Regions from separate parts of the Bos taurus genome. Here region 2 is linked to region 1. Evidence: chromatin contacts called from public Hi-C data. All regions are on one chromosome and are shown on one strand. Each heading gives the region's core, a stretch centred on a gene start, on an enhancer-like site or on the middle of the called end of the contact. The rest is flanking DNA. Distances are from core to core; before and after follow the strand shown. Region 1 overlaps SLC16A5 (solute carrier family 16 member 5). Region 2 holds the start of HID1 (HID1 domain containing).

The links. A called contact is a pair of places that touch in the nucleus more often than the background predicts.
Region 2: a Hi-C map of liver shows a contact between it and region 1, with 3 times the contacts expected there. The contact joins the promoter of HID1 here to the enhancer-like site in region 1. A contact is called at or near these places in 3 of 11 Hi-C or Micro-C datasets (8-cell embryo, liver and an unstated tissue).

What each region holds. Positions count from the first base shown.
Region 1 is chr19:56,346,504-56,353,900 of ARS-UCD2.0, forward strand. It overlaps SLC16A5 (solute carrier family 16 member 5), which reads right to left. Exons shown (of 6, transcript XM_024981070.2): 2 at 7,371-7,397; 3 at 1,852-2,098. The coding sequence starts at 2,050. Among named protein-coding and RNA genes, the nearest start is that of SLC16A5, 9.6 kb to the right of the region's middle. Within about 2 kb of position 2,693, at least 12 of the 102 cell types and tissues checked have an H3K27ac peak or open chromatin away from gene starts, as enhancers often do. A contact at or near this core is called in liver, where this site is marked.
Region 2 is chr19:56,451,028-56,458,424 of ARS-UCD2.0, forward strand. HID1 (HID1 domain containing) reads left to right here and starts at 4,045. Exons shown (of 19, transcript NM_001076924.1): 1 at 4,045-4,167. The coding sequence starts at 4,102.

The DNA.
Region 1 (7,397 bases), core at 1,443-3,942:
TCCTGGCAGGCTGCTCCTTGACACCTCAGAGGGCCCCATTCGCCAAATACCTTGCCCCGCCCCACCCTACCCCGCCCTCCCAAATACACACTGTAGAGTTTCTCCAGAGTTAACTCTCCCAGAGCGCAGCCAAAGGGACAGAGAAAGTGTGTCTGCACACACAATGTGAGTTTGGGTGCTTGGTGTGGAGAGAGGGTGTGTGGGTGTGAGCCAGTCTGAGTATGAGAGTAACAGAGGAAGTGAGCAGCCCATCCTCAGAGGTAATCAAGGAGAGGCAGCCACAGAGGGAGAGGCGAGGCTTTGAAATGGACATGACCGCTGACCCACACATCCTTCCCACCCCCAAACTTTGACCTGACTTTGGAAAGGTGACATTGGGGAAAGCCCTGAGTCATCGTGTGTGGGGCGGGGGCTGGGACGTGTGCCAGCTTAGCTGATATAGCAGAGGGTGCTGGGGTGGGGCACTGGGAGGCAAATGTTCCCTCTGCATGGGCACAGTTTCTTCCCCAAACTCACTCTACAGCACAGGTAAGGCCTTGGATACTCCGTGCCGGCTTGTCTTCATCTCTAAAATGTGTGGGTTTGGGGGGTACTTAGGATCAAGGATACTTTCAAGTTAAAAATTTCCATAATACTCTGAATGAGCATGGACTAAAGGTGTGTGTGTGTGTATGTAAGACAGACCTATAGGAGTCCTGGGCTGACCAGAATGTTGGCATGCCTCCTGGGTGTGAGTCTAAAGCTGGCTGGGGAGCGGGGTCCCCACTGAATGCCCGGTTCCTAGTCCCTGGCCCAGACCCCTCTCCGGTTGCAGAAAAGGAACCATCTGAGATTCACACTACTGCCCATGCTTGTTGGCTGAAAGGTTGTGCGGTCTGAGCCAGGCCTGGCCTTGCTCCTTGCCCCGAGCCCATGCCCCAAGCAGCAGGTTCAGGGGTCATGTCAGTGAAGGTGGCTCTTATCCCAGTCTGACTTCCCTCCCAGTGCCAGTGGAGGGTGGGGAGATGGATCACCTGAGACAGGCAAACAGGGGTGAGGAGAGCCCGGCGGGCTGTCAAGTCGAGCCCCCACCAAGAGGTCACTGCCCATGGAGTCTCCCTGGAGAGCTCGCAGGAGTGGGGGGGCAGGCCCGCGAGCCCAAGGCTATTGTGGAGAACCCACCCGGGCCCCTTCTCTTTCCCTGGGGTCAAGGTGAGCCCTCCCATCACTGGAGAAGCCAACCAGGAACTGAGGGGGCTGCCCTCCATCTCCGCAGCCCTCTGCTTCCTGGTGAGAGATGGGGTTCTTGCTCTGCCCCCCTCTTGCTCCTGGGGTCCTTCTCCAGCCCCCCGATTCCTGTCCTGAAGCCCTGATGAGGGCTATTTCTATTGCCCAAGCTCTCAGACCTGGCAGGACTCTGTGATCTTCTCTGCAACCTTGTGTGGGAGGTGGGCAGCCTGGGGCTGCTGGCTGTTTTCCCCAAATGGCAGAGGGAAAAACTGAGCTTCTGAGAGATCACCCCACAGGAAGCCTCGCTGTTCTGTGGCGTGTGCCCCTGAACTCTTATGGTCTGGCTCGATCCTCCCATGCTCATCAGGAGGACTGGCTTTACATCTTGGGGGCCTCCCTGCCCTGTGCCCATCCCCAGCCCAGTCCAGCTCAGCCTAGCCCCACAGGATCCTGGGCGGGGGAACTGGCCCTGCTGAAATCAAGATGACATCCCAGGAATTCACAGCACCAGGCGAAACCTGTGGCCCCAGAGAGAGGGACCCAGGAGGCCGGAGAGGTTGTGGCTTCCTCTCTTCCTCCCGAGCTCCTTCTCATCCCTCCCCGCACCCCAGCCCACGCCCGGTCCCTCCCCACCCTGCTCACCCCCTGCGTGGAGCATGGCTGTCAGGATGGAGGGGAACCAGGAAGTCTCGCTGTTGCTGGCCTGGAACTCACGCTGCAGTTCGGTGAAGAAGATGCCGATGCATGTGGGGAAGCCCAGGGTGAGGCCCTGCGTCACCACGGAGGCCAGCAGCACCACCCAGGCCCAGCAGCCCTCGGAGCGCTCCAAGGCCTGGGACATCCTCAGCTACGAACGCTGCGGCCACAGCCTAACCGCTGCCCGGGTTGCCTGAGGAAGGGACAGAAGGGAGCTGCCGGCTGGCCCTGGCCCCTGCCGCCACCGCTGGGCGGCTGGACCCGTCCTTTCCTCTCGCCCGGCACCGGGTACAGCAGAGGGACGCCGCCCCCTGGGAGGTGGCCAGAGGCCCACGTACTGGCCTTGGCATCGCCTTTCCCCTACTTCTCAGAGCCAGCCTGGCAGGAGGGACAGGAGGGCCAGCAGGTGAACCACTGTGGGCCCGGACGGGTGGGCCGAACGCTTTCTAGCTGTGCCGTCATCCCGGGGTCAGCAGGTGGGACTGCCCGGCCCAGCCGTGGCCGCGTGCCCACGAGCGCGCCAGAACTGCCGGTAGACGGAGCAGCCGTCTGGAGCCGCTCAGTCCTAGTGCCACAGGCGCACAGTGACACCTCACCAAACGTCCCGACCAGCCTTCCTGCTTCCAGAGCCCCGGGCACAGCCAGGCTCCCTGTCAGAGCTGCGGTGACGGCCAGGGAGCCAGCGGGTGAGGGCCGCCGAGCGGGCAGCCGCTGCACAAAGCGCACCACACTGCAGCGTCAGAGCGCGGAGCCCGTCTCCCTGCAGCGCTCCTGTCACAGCGCTCACCGCCAAGAGGCCGCACACCGTCCCACAGAGGAGAGGCCTGTGCCTGCGCGGGCTTCTCTGAGCACACCACACACACACACACAGACATACCACACCACACACATACAGCACACATACACACACCACACACCCAGCACACATACACACACCACACACACACACCACACACTCAGCACACATACACACACCACACACACACACACACCACACCACACACATACACTACACACACACACACACCACACACACACACAGACATACCACACCACACACATATAGCACACATACACACACCACACCACACACATACAGCACACATACACACACCACACACCACACACACACACCACATACAGCACACATACACACACCACACACCACACACACACACCACACACATACAGCACACATACACACACCACACACCACACACACACACCACACCACACACATACAGCACACATACTCACACCACACCCAGCACACGTACACACACCACACACCACACACACACACACACAGAGACATACCACACCACACACATACAGCACACATACACACACCACACCCACCACACATACACACACCACATACACACACCACATACTCAGCACACATACACACACCACACACACACACACACCACACCACACACCACACCACACACACACACACACAGACATACCACACCACACACATATAGCACACATACACACACCACACCACACACATACAGCACACATACACACACCACACACCACACACACACACCACACACACACACCACACACATACAGCACACATACAGCACACCACACACCACACACACACACCACACACATACAGCACACATACAGCACACCCAGCACATGTACACACACCACACACACACACCACACCACACACACACACACACAGACATACCACACCACACACAGCACACATACACACACCACATACCCAGCACACATACACACACCACACACACACACACCACACACTCAGCACACATACACACACCACACACACACAGCAAACATACACACCCCACATACCACACAACACACCACACACATACACACACCCAGCACACATACACACACCACACACACACACCACACACTCAGCACACATACACACACCACACACACACAGCAAACATACACACCCCACATACCACACACCACACCACACACACCACACACATACACACACCCAGCACACATACACACACCACACACATACACACACCACACACCCAGCACACATACACACACCACACACACACAAACATACACACCCCACATACCACACAACACACCACACACATACACACACCCAGCACACATACACACACCACACACACACACCACACACTCAGCACACATACACACACCACACACACACAGCAAACATACACACCCCACATACCACACAACACACCACACACATACACACACCCAGCACACATACACACACCACACACACATACAGCACACATACACACACCACACACATACACACACATATATAGCACACATACACACCCCACATACCACACAACACACCACACACACCCCACACATACATGTACACACACCACATACCACATACAGCACACACACAGCATGCACACACACGCCACACACACCACATACCACACATACACACACCACACACACCACAAAACACACCACACACACCACACACAAAATACACACCACATACCACACACCACACACACACATCACACACACCACACACATACACACACCACACACAGCACATATACAACACACACACCCCACATATACCACACATACCACACACAGCACATACCACACAAACAACACATACACACAGCACATACCACACAGCACACACACACAACACACATACCATACAACACACGCCCCACAGTCACACAGAAGAGAGGGCTGTCCCCGCAGGGGCTTCTCTGAGCACACCGCACAACACATACACAAAACACACCAAACACATACACCACACAACACATATCACACACACACCCCCCACACACATACCACACACACAACACATACCACACACAGCACACATACACACAGACACCATACACACATTACACATACCACACACATAGCACACATCACATACAACACACACACACTACACATACCACACACACCACACATACACACACAACACACACACCGCACATATACACACACATATACCACACAATGCACACACAACACACCACACATACACACACACAACACACCACACATACACACACAACACAACACACACACACATACCACACAATGCACACACAACACATACACAACACACACATCACACACAACACACACAGCACAGACACACACACCACACAGCACAGACACATACCACACATAACCACACAACACACATACCACATACCACACAACTCACACACATAACACACACCACACGTAACACACAGAAAACATAACACACAGCACATACAACATACAGTCACACATGAATGTGTAGAAAGGTGCACAAGCACATACAAAAAATACAAACATATATAACACCTGTGCATACACAGTCACACAGGAATCAGTAGAAAGATACCCATTCACACAGATGGGTACAGTTATACACACAGACGTGCACTTACGTAGGTACACACACAGACACATAGACACACACCACATAGACAGGCAGAGAAACACATGGGACCACCCAAGCACATAGAGTTACACGCAGACCCACACTTACACACAGAAAAACCCAGAGACACATGGACACACGTAGTCACATGTTCAGGAGGGCACAGACATGCACAGAGATACACATGCTCAGACACACACACATGCAGAAGCACACCCACAGACACACTCAGGCAAGTCCAGAGACAGACAGACACGTGCTACCCAGACAAACAGACACACACAAACAGGGCCACATGCTGTGCAGACAAACGCACACCCCCTCACATCCTTGGCTCAGTCCTACCTTGGTTCCTCACCACCACCAGGGTCACTGCCCCCATCACAGAAGCTGCCTTATCCAGGCCTCGACGCCCAGCCCCCTCCCCAAATGCAAAGCCCTTTTCCAGTCCCTTCCATCCTGCCTCTTCCCCTGCTCCCTGGCCTGCAGGGGCCCCAACCTCACCCACACCAGGCAGTGGGAGCAGTCTCGGTGAAACCAGCCATCCCGGGAGCTCCAGTTCCCACAGCCTCCCTTCTTTCTGCCCTAGGCCCTGAAGATCCATGGAAACTCAGGAAACTATCAGAAATACAAAACCCCTCTTCCTGCCCAGCCTGGCACCCCACACCTTCCCCCCAGGCCCTGGAGCTTCAACACAGCACCCAAGCTGGATCCAGCCTAACTGCCTCCTTCCTCGGCTCCAACCCCTAGCCCTTCTCCAGCACAGGCCTCTTCCCTCCCCAGAGGACCCCCAGGGGCCCTGCCACGGTGAGTAGCCCATTCATCCTAGCCTGGGAGAGTGAGTGTGTGCGTGAGTGTGAGTGTGTGACCTTGAGTCCTGCGTGTGGGCTGGGAACACCTCCTGCCCTCCTGGCTCCTGCACGTGACACTGGCCCTAGAGATCACCCAGCCCCGATTCTCCTGGCTCAGCCCCAAGCTTGGGGGCAAACCTCAGATCCTCCTCCAGCAAACTGGCTCTTGCCCCTACCAGGATTTCTGTTCCCTCAGCAAGTAGAAAGGCCACAGATGCCACCTGATCCCGCCTGTGAATGTCAAGTTTCCCCACCCTGCTCCAACGCTCACCCCTCCTCCACACACCCTGGCCCCTCCGTCCTCCTGGACCTGCCACTTTCCACCTTCCTCCCAGAAGGGTCATCAGCCTTCCCTCCAGCTGGTCCCTCACCATGGCGCCCCACCCCCGGCACCCCCATGCCCCTTCCGAGAAGCAGGCTGTCTCTGACCAGAGGTGGCAGGGAGAAGGAAGACGGGAGAGCAGACACGTGGGGGCCCTCAACCCCCTGCCCGGCTCTGGTCCCCTCTCCATCGCCCTTGCCTCTTGCCCCTCCATGCAGAGGCCCCTGGTGCCCTTATCAGCAATTACTCCTCTGAGCCTCCCCTCCAGTGAACTCCGTCCAGAATTCTGACCTTCACCCTGCACCTACCTTCCCTCGGAACCTTTCAGTGGAGCTCGTTTCTCCTCCCTCCAGGCCTCTGGGGACAATCAGAGCTCAGGAAACCCTAAGCACATTTGTTCTCTCTTTACCCTGGCCTCCCTCTAGGAGCTGGCTTGCGGACTTCGGCCTCCTCCAAGGAGGCTGTGCCCTCCCATACAGCCCCCAGACAACTCCCAGGTCACACGCAGAGCTTTTCTCTCCTGTTGGTCCTCCAGCACCCCCTCCCCGAGCCAGCTGGTCCCTCCTCGGGAACTTGGTTGCCGAGATTCCAAAATCCTCAGCCAGAGAGAAGTCCAGTCAGTCCTTCAAGAATCAGCCCCAGAGGCATCTCCAGGAAGCTATGCTGACCCCCAACTCTAAGGCCCTTTCCTGTTCTTTTCTCCTTAATAGTAGTTTTCACACCAAACTGGAGTGGATCCTTCCGTGCTTATCGCTGTCACTTGCATTTCTCCTCCCACTTCTACACTATGAACAGGGAGGGACCTATTCACAGCTGCCCACCCAGCCTCCACCTGAGCACAAAAGGTAATATCAGTGTGACTCACCTGTGTTCCCCGGGGGGGCAGGCAAGC
Region 2 (7,397 bases), core at 2,795-5,294, 110 kb after region 1:
TCGATTTCTCCACTTTATCCCAGTTTCTCTTTCTGTTCTCTGGATGAGCAAGGCTCTGTCCACTTCTGGGCCTTGCTTCCACTCTCTCCCACTACCTGCATATTGGACACGTTCCTTTTGCCCTTTAAGATCTCTATCGATCTGCTCCATCCACTCTGTGCCTGAATGGCCGAAGCTCTTGTGGGCTGCACAAGAGTCTTGTGGAATCCATCAAGTCTTGTGGACTCCCTTTATCCCCCTTGCTTTCTGTTGGTCCACTGAGGGAAGCAGGAAGTTGGGGGCAGGAGACAAGTGAAGGTGGGTATCTATCTCACAGCTCCATCCCTCCCAGATCGTGGGAGCCCACTGCTCCTCTTGGCCCTCTCCTATGGCTGGGCTCTCTTTCTCTGTGTTCTAGCAACCATTCCACCCCTCACCACCTTAGGTTTGAGTATAGCTGAGGCTCTCTACCGCTTCTAGCCCCAGAGTGCCTCACTGACGCTTGTTGGTTTCCCTTCTCCTTATAAATCACCCCTTGATTAAACTCATTTTGGCCAATCTGTCCAAGTGTCCATGGGTGACCAGAAATATCTCAGTGCCACCTGGAGTTCCTGGTTGCAAACCACAGAAGTGGCTCTGAACAATGGGCAAGACCAGAGGGCTCACAAATACTCTCTTGGGGGACTTCCCTGAGGGTCCAGTGGTTAAGACTCCACGCTTCCAACACAGGGGGTGCAAGTTCAGTCCGTGGTCGGGGAACTAAGATCCCATATGGTGCGTGATCAAGAAATAAAAGCAAAAAACGATTCCTCCCTTTGAATGGTCAATTAGTACCTGCTCTTGTTTTATTTATTTTTAATTAAATTGAGCTACAACTCACAGTAAAAGTCATCCCTTCTAGGTGCAGAGTCACGTGAATTTTGACAAACATACACAATCACAGAACCACCCCCACATCGAAACAAAACATGCTTTCACAGTCAGTGCCCTCATCCTGCTCCCAGCCCATGGCAATCACTGGCTTGTTTTCTGTTCCTGTATTTTGTCTTTGCCAGAATGTCATATAAACGATATAACGCAGTACGTTGTCTTCTGTATCTGACCCAGCACTTTTGAGATCCATCCACATTGTTGCTGCCTGTACCAGTAATTTGTTCCTTTTTATTACTGAGTATGGGCTCCCCAGGTGTCTCAGTGGTAAAGAATCCGCCTGCCAATCCAGGATTGGCAGGTTTGATCCCTGGGTCAGGAAGATCCCCTGGAGAAGGAAATGACAACCCACTCCAGTATTTTTGCCTGGGAAATCCCGTGGACAGAGGATCCTAGGAGGCTGTAGTCCATGGGGCCGCAGAGTCGGACACAACGGAGTGGCTAAACAATTGCTGAGTACTCGTCCATTGTATCGATGAACCACAGGTGATGGGCATTTGGTTTGTTTCCAGGTTTTGGTGATTATGAATGAAACTGTTACATGAATTACTCAGCCTTTTGTGTGGATCTATGTCTTCATTTCTCCTGAGTAAATTCTAAAAATGGGATTATTGAGTTATACAGTAATTGTATATTTAACTTTATTTTTTTATTTTTTGGCCACACCAGGGATCGAAGCTGTGCCCCTGCATTTGAAACACGGAGTCTTAACCACTGGACTACCAGGGAAATCCCTAGAATTAACTTTATAAGAAAATACAAACGCTCCCCATCTTCACTAGTATTTGGCATCATTACGTTTTTGTTTTTGACCTATCCTGATATGAAAAAGTTGGCTTAAAGCTCAACATTCAGAAAATGAAGATCATGGCATCCCATCACTTCATGGGAAGTAGATGGGGAAACAGTGGAAACAGTGTCAGACTTTATATTTTTGGGCTCCAAAATCACTGCAGATGGTGATTGCAGCCATGAAATTAAAAGACACTTACTCCTTGGAAGGAAAATTATGACCAACCTAGACAGCATATTGAAAAGCAGAGACATTACTTTGCCAACAAAGGTCCGTCTAGTCAAGGCTATGGTTTTTCCTGTGGTCATGTATGGATGTGAGTGTTGGACTGTGAAGAAAGCTGAGCGCAGAAGAATTGATGCTTTTGAACTGTGGTGTTGGTGAAGACTCTTGAGAGTCCCTTGGACTGCAAGGAGATCCAACCAGTCCATTCTAGAGGAGATCAGTCCTGGGTGTTCATTGGAAGGGCTGAGACTCCAGTACTTTGGCCACCTCATGCGAAGAGTTGACTCATTGGAAAAGACCCTGATGCTGGGAGGGATTGGGGGCAGGAGGAGAAGGGGATGACAGAGGATGAGATGGCTGGATGGCATCACTGACTTGATAGACATGAGTTTGAGTGAGGTCCGGGAATTGGTGATGGACAGGGAGGCCTGGCGTGCTGCGATTCATGGGGTTGAAAAGAGTCGGACACGACTGAGTGACTGAACTGAACTGAATAGGTATGTAGCAGTAACTGTATTGTGGTTTCAGTTTGTATCTCCTTAATGAATAAGGCAATGGCACCCCACTCCAGTACTCTTGCCTGGAAAATCCCATGGATGGAGGAGCCTGGTAGGCTGCAGTCCATGGGGTCACTGAGGGTCAGACACGACTGAGCAACTTCACTTTCACTTTTCACTTTCCTGCATTGGAGAAGGAAATGGCAACCCACTCCAGTGTTCTTGCCTGGAGAATCCCAGGGACAGGGGAGCCTGATGGGCTGCCGTCTCTGGGGTCGCACGGAGTCAGACACGACTGAAGCGACGCAGCAGCTTTTAAATGTCACACTGGCCTGGACTGGGAATGGGTGATTTGTAGAATGGACTGGATTTTTTTTTTTAATGCCAAATAAAGGTACTATTCATTTGTTATCTTGAAGTGATTATAAAAGCCATGGAGCCTGTCCAAGATTTCATCCAGGGTAGGGAAAACCCACCTCAGGAGCAAACACAGAGCTCTCCCGTCCAGTCTGCTCATTCAGTGCTGTGGGGACACCCTTGCCCCCCTCCTTGCTACCCCACCCCTGTCCTACCCTGCCTTTATGCCTAGACAGCGCACCCCACATTTTTTACCCTTGGAACTCCAATTCAAGCTAAATGTCACCTCCTTTTGAAGCAGCTAGGATTTCTAGAAGCTTCCAGACATAACCTGCAAGGCGATATTGTTGAAAAAATGCAGCCTCTTTTGGAGCCAGAGCTGGATTTACTTTTTTGGCTTTGTTCCTTACCAGTTGTGTGACTTTGGGCAGCTTAACTGCTTTGAGCCTCAGTTTTCCCTAGGGTAAAGTGGGTTTAATACCTACTTCAGAGGTAGGTTTTCTGTCGTGTAAGAGGTTGTCACTATTTATTATTATTAATTTGCCTCTATCCTGGTCTCATTGGGCTGAACCATGGCTAATCTGTTCCTTTTTTGTCTCTCTAGCTAACTGCTCTTAAATAGCAGACTCTGTGCCTTAAGCCTCCTCGGCCCCCCGGCCCTGACACCGTGTTGATAAATCCTAGTCCCTAAACATATCTGTTGAAATGGATGACTCTAAGAGGATTCTCAGGGAAGGCAAGTGGCCAGAAAGGAATGGTGGGACTCAGAAGGGACCCCTCGCTCTCACCAGGCCGCGGAGCCCGATGAGACAGGTCAGAAAAGGGGAACCAAAGGAGCGGATGCCCAGAATGCCCCAGAATGCCGGGAGATGGACAAGAAAGATGCTGGAGAGGACCGGCTTTGAAACTGTCGGCCTAGTGATGGAGTGGGGACCGAGGGTGAGGATGGGGGGCAGGGGACGGAGGCTGGAAAGGTTGCGGGCCCGTGGGGTGGGGGTGGCGCTGAGTGTAAATGGGAGAGACCGAGAGGGATAACGCTTCCACGCAGAAGGAACCCGATCCAGCTGAGAAGGGGCTGGGGGTGGATCCGCGGGCCAGACCCCGGGTCGGCGCGGGGAACACGGCGCTGGAGCAGCAGGTGCGGGGGGCGGGGCCCGGCGGGGCGGGGCCCAGGGGGGCGGGGCCGACGCCGGCGGGCGGGCGGGGCGCGCGGCTCGGCTCCTGCGAGAGCCGCGGGGGCAGCGGGGCTGGAGCTGGATACCCAGCCGGAGCCCGAGCGGGAGTCGGGGCCGGGACCAGGCCGGAACGGGCTCCAACGAAATGGGGTCGGCCGACTCCAAGCTGAACTTCCGAAAGGCGGTGATCCAGCTCACCACCAAGACGCAGGTGCGCCCGGGGCCCCGGCCTTCCCACGCACCTGCCAGGGTGGGGGCAGGGCAGGGCTTTCGGGGTTGGGGGAACGGCTGCAAGAACTTGGCTAGCCGGGGGCTGGGGGGACCAGCTGGCCAGGAGGGTGACGCCGCAGCCAGGGAAGAGCGAGACTCCTGGGCCTGTACCCCAGGGCTCCATCCCTTAGTCCCCCACCCCCAGCCTTCTCTCCCGGGAACATCCCTATTTCCCGCAGCTGCTGCTGCCACCTTAGGCTGACGTGTGCCTACTCCCCAGGCCGGCGTCGTCGCTGTCCGCTCCGCTGTCGGCCCCCTCATCGCCCCTCCAGCCCCTCAATCTCCAGCCTCTCCCCACCCCCACCCACCCAAACACCTCCTTTTCTCCTCCCTGCCCCTCGGTGGGTGTCGGCGATCCGGGAGGCACAGACCCGGTTGACTCAGTGCAAACAAAGCCGGCGGTTGCCTTCCCGGATCGGGAAACAGCTGGTGCACGGTGGCGGCCTCGCTGGGCCGGGTCGATGCCCACGGCCAGAGAAGGCCTAGGTGTTGATGGGAACACGCAGAGTGGCAGGCAGCGCTGCAGCCTGGCCAGGGGAGCTGTTCCCAGGCCCATGGAGTCCAGATTCCCAGCTGGGGACCACTGCTCCAGGGGCTCCGCTTTCCAGGCCCTGCGGTGCAGGTGGCTGTGTTTGCTGTACCCTGTGTTCTCTGGGGCAGGGTTAAGAACCGTCCAGGCTGCCCCTGGACTAGGTACTGTGGGGCCTGGGGGTACCCATCCAGGCTTGCACAGACCCCTGAGCCCACAAGTGGCACCGAGGCCAACTCCTTGCCCCCAGCACAAGGGCTGGCCCCAGCAAGGCTATCTCCCTGCCCACCCCTCTCTTCTCACTCCTTGAGCCAGGCCACTCTGGCCAAAGAGATGCCCATCTCTGCCTCCCCAGGTCCCCCACTTTCGAGGGAGTCAGGACCTGCTGCCAGCCGGGGATTTCCTTCTACCTGCACCCCTAGGGCTCTCTCATGCTCCCAAGTAGAGTAGTTTCAAGGGAGCCATTTCCCCCACAGCCAGCTGGTTGCAGCTCCAGGGGCCAGAACTCTGGTCCCACACTCTCTGGTTCCCACAGGAGAAAGGTCAGGAGCCCGGCACACGCCCAGGGCCTCTGAAGGGTCCAGTCCCAGCTGAGAGGCATTTGATAGAAACCAGGCCTTGCTAATCACCCTTGCCCCCAAGGCTCCTGGCTGTTTCTGGCATTTGGCTTTTTTGGCGTGTGGGGCTTCTAGATCTGAGGGTGGCAGGTGGTCCCGCCTCTCGGTGGGGGGCCACAAGGAGAAGAGGGGAGGGAGGCCTCCGTGTTTACCTGCCTGGGGAGGGAAACGCCTTGTTGGAGGAAACCACCTTGTCACTATGGGCTCGGCAGCTAGGGTCTCTGCCAGGCCAGTAGGACCAGCTCAGCTGGGTCCCACAGGATTCCTACAGGCTCGGGCCCCCTCCCCAAATTACACTGGGCCTCCATCCTTCCCTGGCTGTGGCCCTATGACAGGGTGGACTGAGCAGCTGGGGACAGCTGGGGACAGTGAGCTGACGTGGGACAGAGCTGGAGCCAGACACCAGCCTGAGTCTCTCTCAGGAGAGCCTTGGGGCCCTGCAGGTGGGAGGGGACCTGGGCTGCCTGGAGGGAGAGACCCTCAGAGCCTGAAGCCACGGACCCTGTGCAGTGACCTGGCTCAAACAGCTCGGGAGTCAGGGCCAAACCCCAAATGGTCCCCAGACCTTGCCACTCGGTGTCCCCAAGGAGATTCAGGCCAGTTGTCCCCAGGGTGTCCTCTTGTCCCAGGGCCTCTGTGATCACAGGGTTTTGCAGACAAGCCAACCTAGAACCTTTTCCCCGTGGCCTGGGCCCAAGCTGGTTGGCTTTCCCGGCCTTCCTGTGCTGTATCCTGTTTTCTTCCTGCCTCGGGCTGGGCCCGACCCCAGTCCTGAAGCCGGCAGCTTTGGCTGTGTTTCAAGCCTTTCCCGGTGTGGGTGGAGCCCTCGAGGGGCATATTCCTGGATCTGGGACCCTCTCCTAGATCCTGTCCTTTTGGAGATTCTCTGTCGTAGGCCAGAGGATACCTGGTGGGTCCATGTTCACACGTGTGCACATGTATGAGTGTGCGAATGCCGTGGTGATTCAGTACAGGTCACCCTTGGCAGGCCAGACCACTGCTGGTGCTTCCCTTCTCCCCCCAGAGAGGTCCAGCAGCTGCAGCCGGTCCTCCAGGCTGGTGGGCATCTGGCCTGAGCAGGTCCCAGCAAAGCTTCGCTAAGAATATCTGGTTTCCCTCCAGGGTAGCTCAGTCCCTGTGCCCTTGGCAGCACGGGCCTGCTCACCTCCACCAAAAATACTCTTTAAAGAAACTAGCTTGGATTTTAGAAGCTTCTTTGTGTTAGGTAGGGCTAGAATAACTGAGGCAGGATCTAAGCTATGTTCCCTCCCCACTCAAAAGTTTCAGCGAACCTGGCCAGTACCTATGGCATCAAGCTAGCCTCCCCTGCTCTGGTAACGGCCACCAAACTGAAGGATCTGAGCCACAGCTGGGACCTGGAGAAGAGGTCCAAGTTGGGGATGGGGGAGGTGAAATCATTAGTCCTGAAGTTCAAGGCCAGCTCCCAGAGCTGGGATTTCCCTCTGCTTCAGAGCTGGGCTGCCCTGGGGCCTCTCAAGCTCCCCTGCTAAGACTCTCTCCTCATTCTTAATTCAGTCCCCAGGGGACACTTGCCTGATGAACTAGGTCAGAGGTCAAGTGCACTCGATGAGTTTCTGCCCCTTTAAGCTTAAAGGGTAGTGGCTACTTGGGAGGAGGGGAAAAATGGCTTCCCAGAGGTGCTCTCAGATGGGAGGTGGGCAAGGGCCATGCATGTTTTCCGGGAGGCTCCTTCCCCACTTCCACCGGACCACCCACACTGGGGGTGTGCTTCCCTGGACCCCAGAGAGGGTTGGAGGGCATGAGGACAAGCCAGCCGCGGCCCCAGGGCGCAGTTTTGGTCTTTGTTCCTCTCCCCCAGCTAACTTGCTCTACCAGTTTTGGGACCCAGGCTGTCCTGGGGCCAGGCCAGCCCTGAAGGCCGTGGCCACAGGCTGCCCTGTACCTCACTGGGAGGCCTTGTTGGGGAGTGGGCTGGGGTAAACTGGACCCTGGGGAGGCTTGTACCCAGCCTTGTGCTCAGCTCTGCCCGGTGAAGGGGCTGAA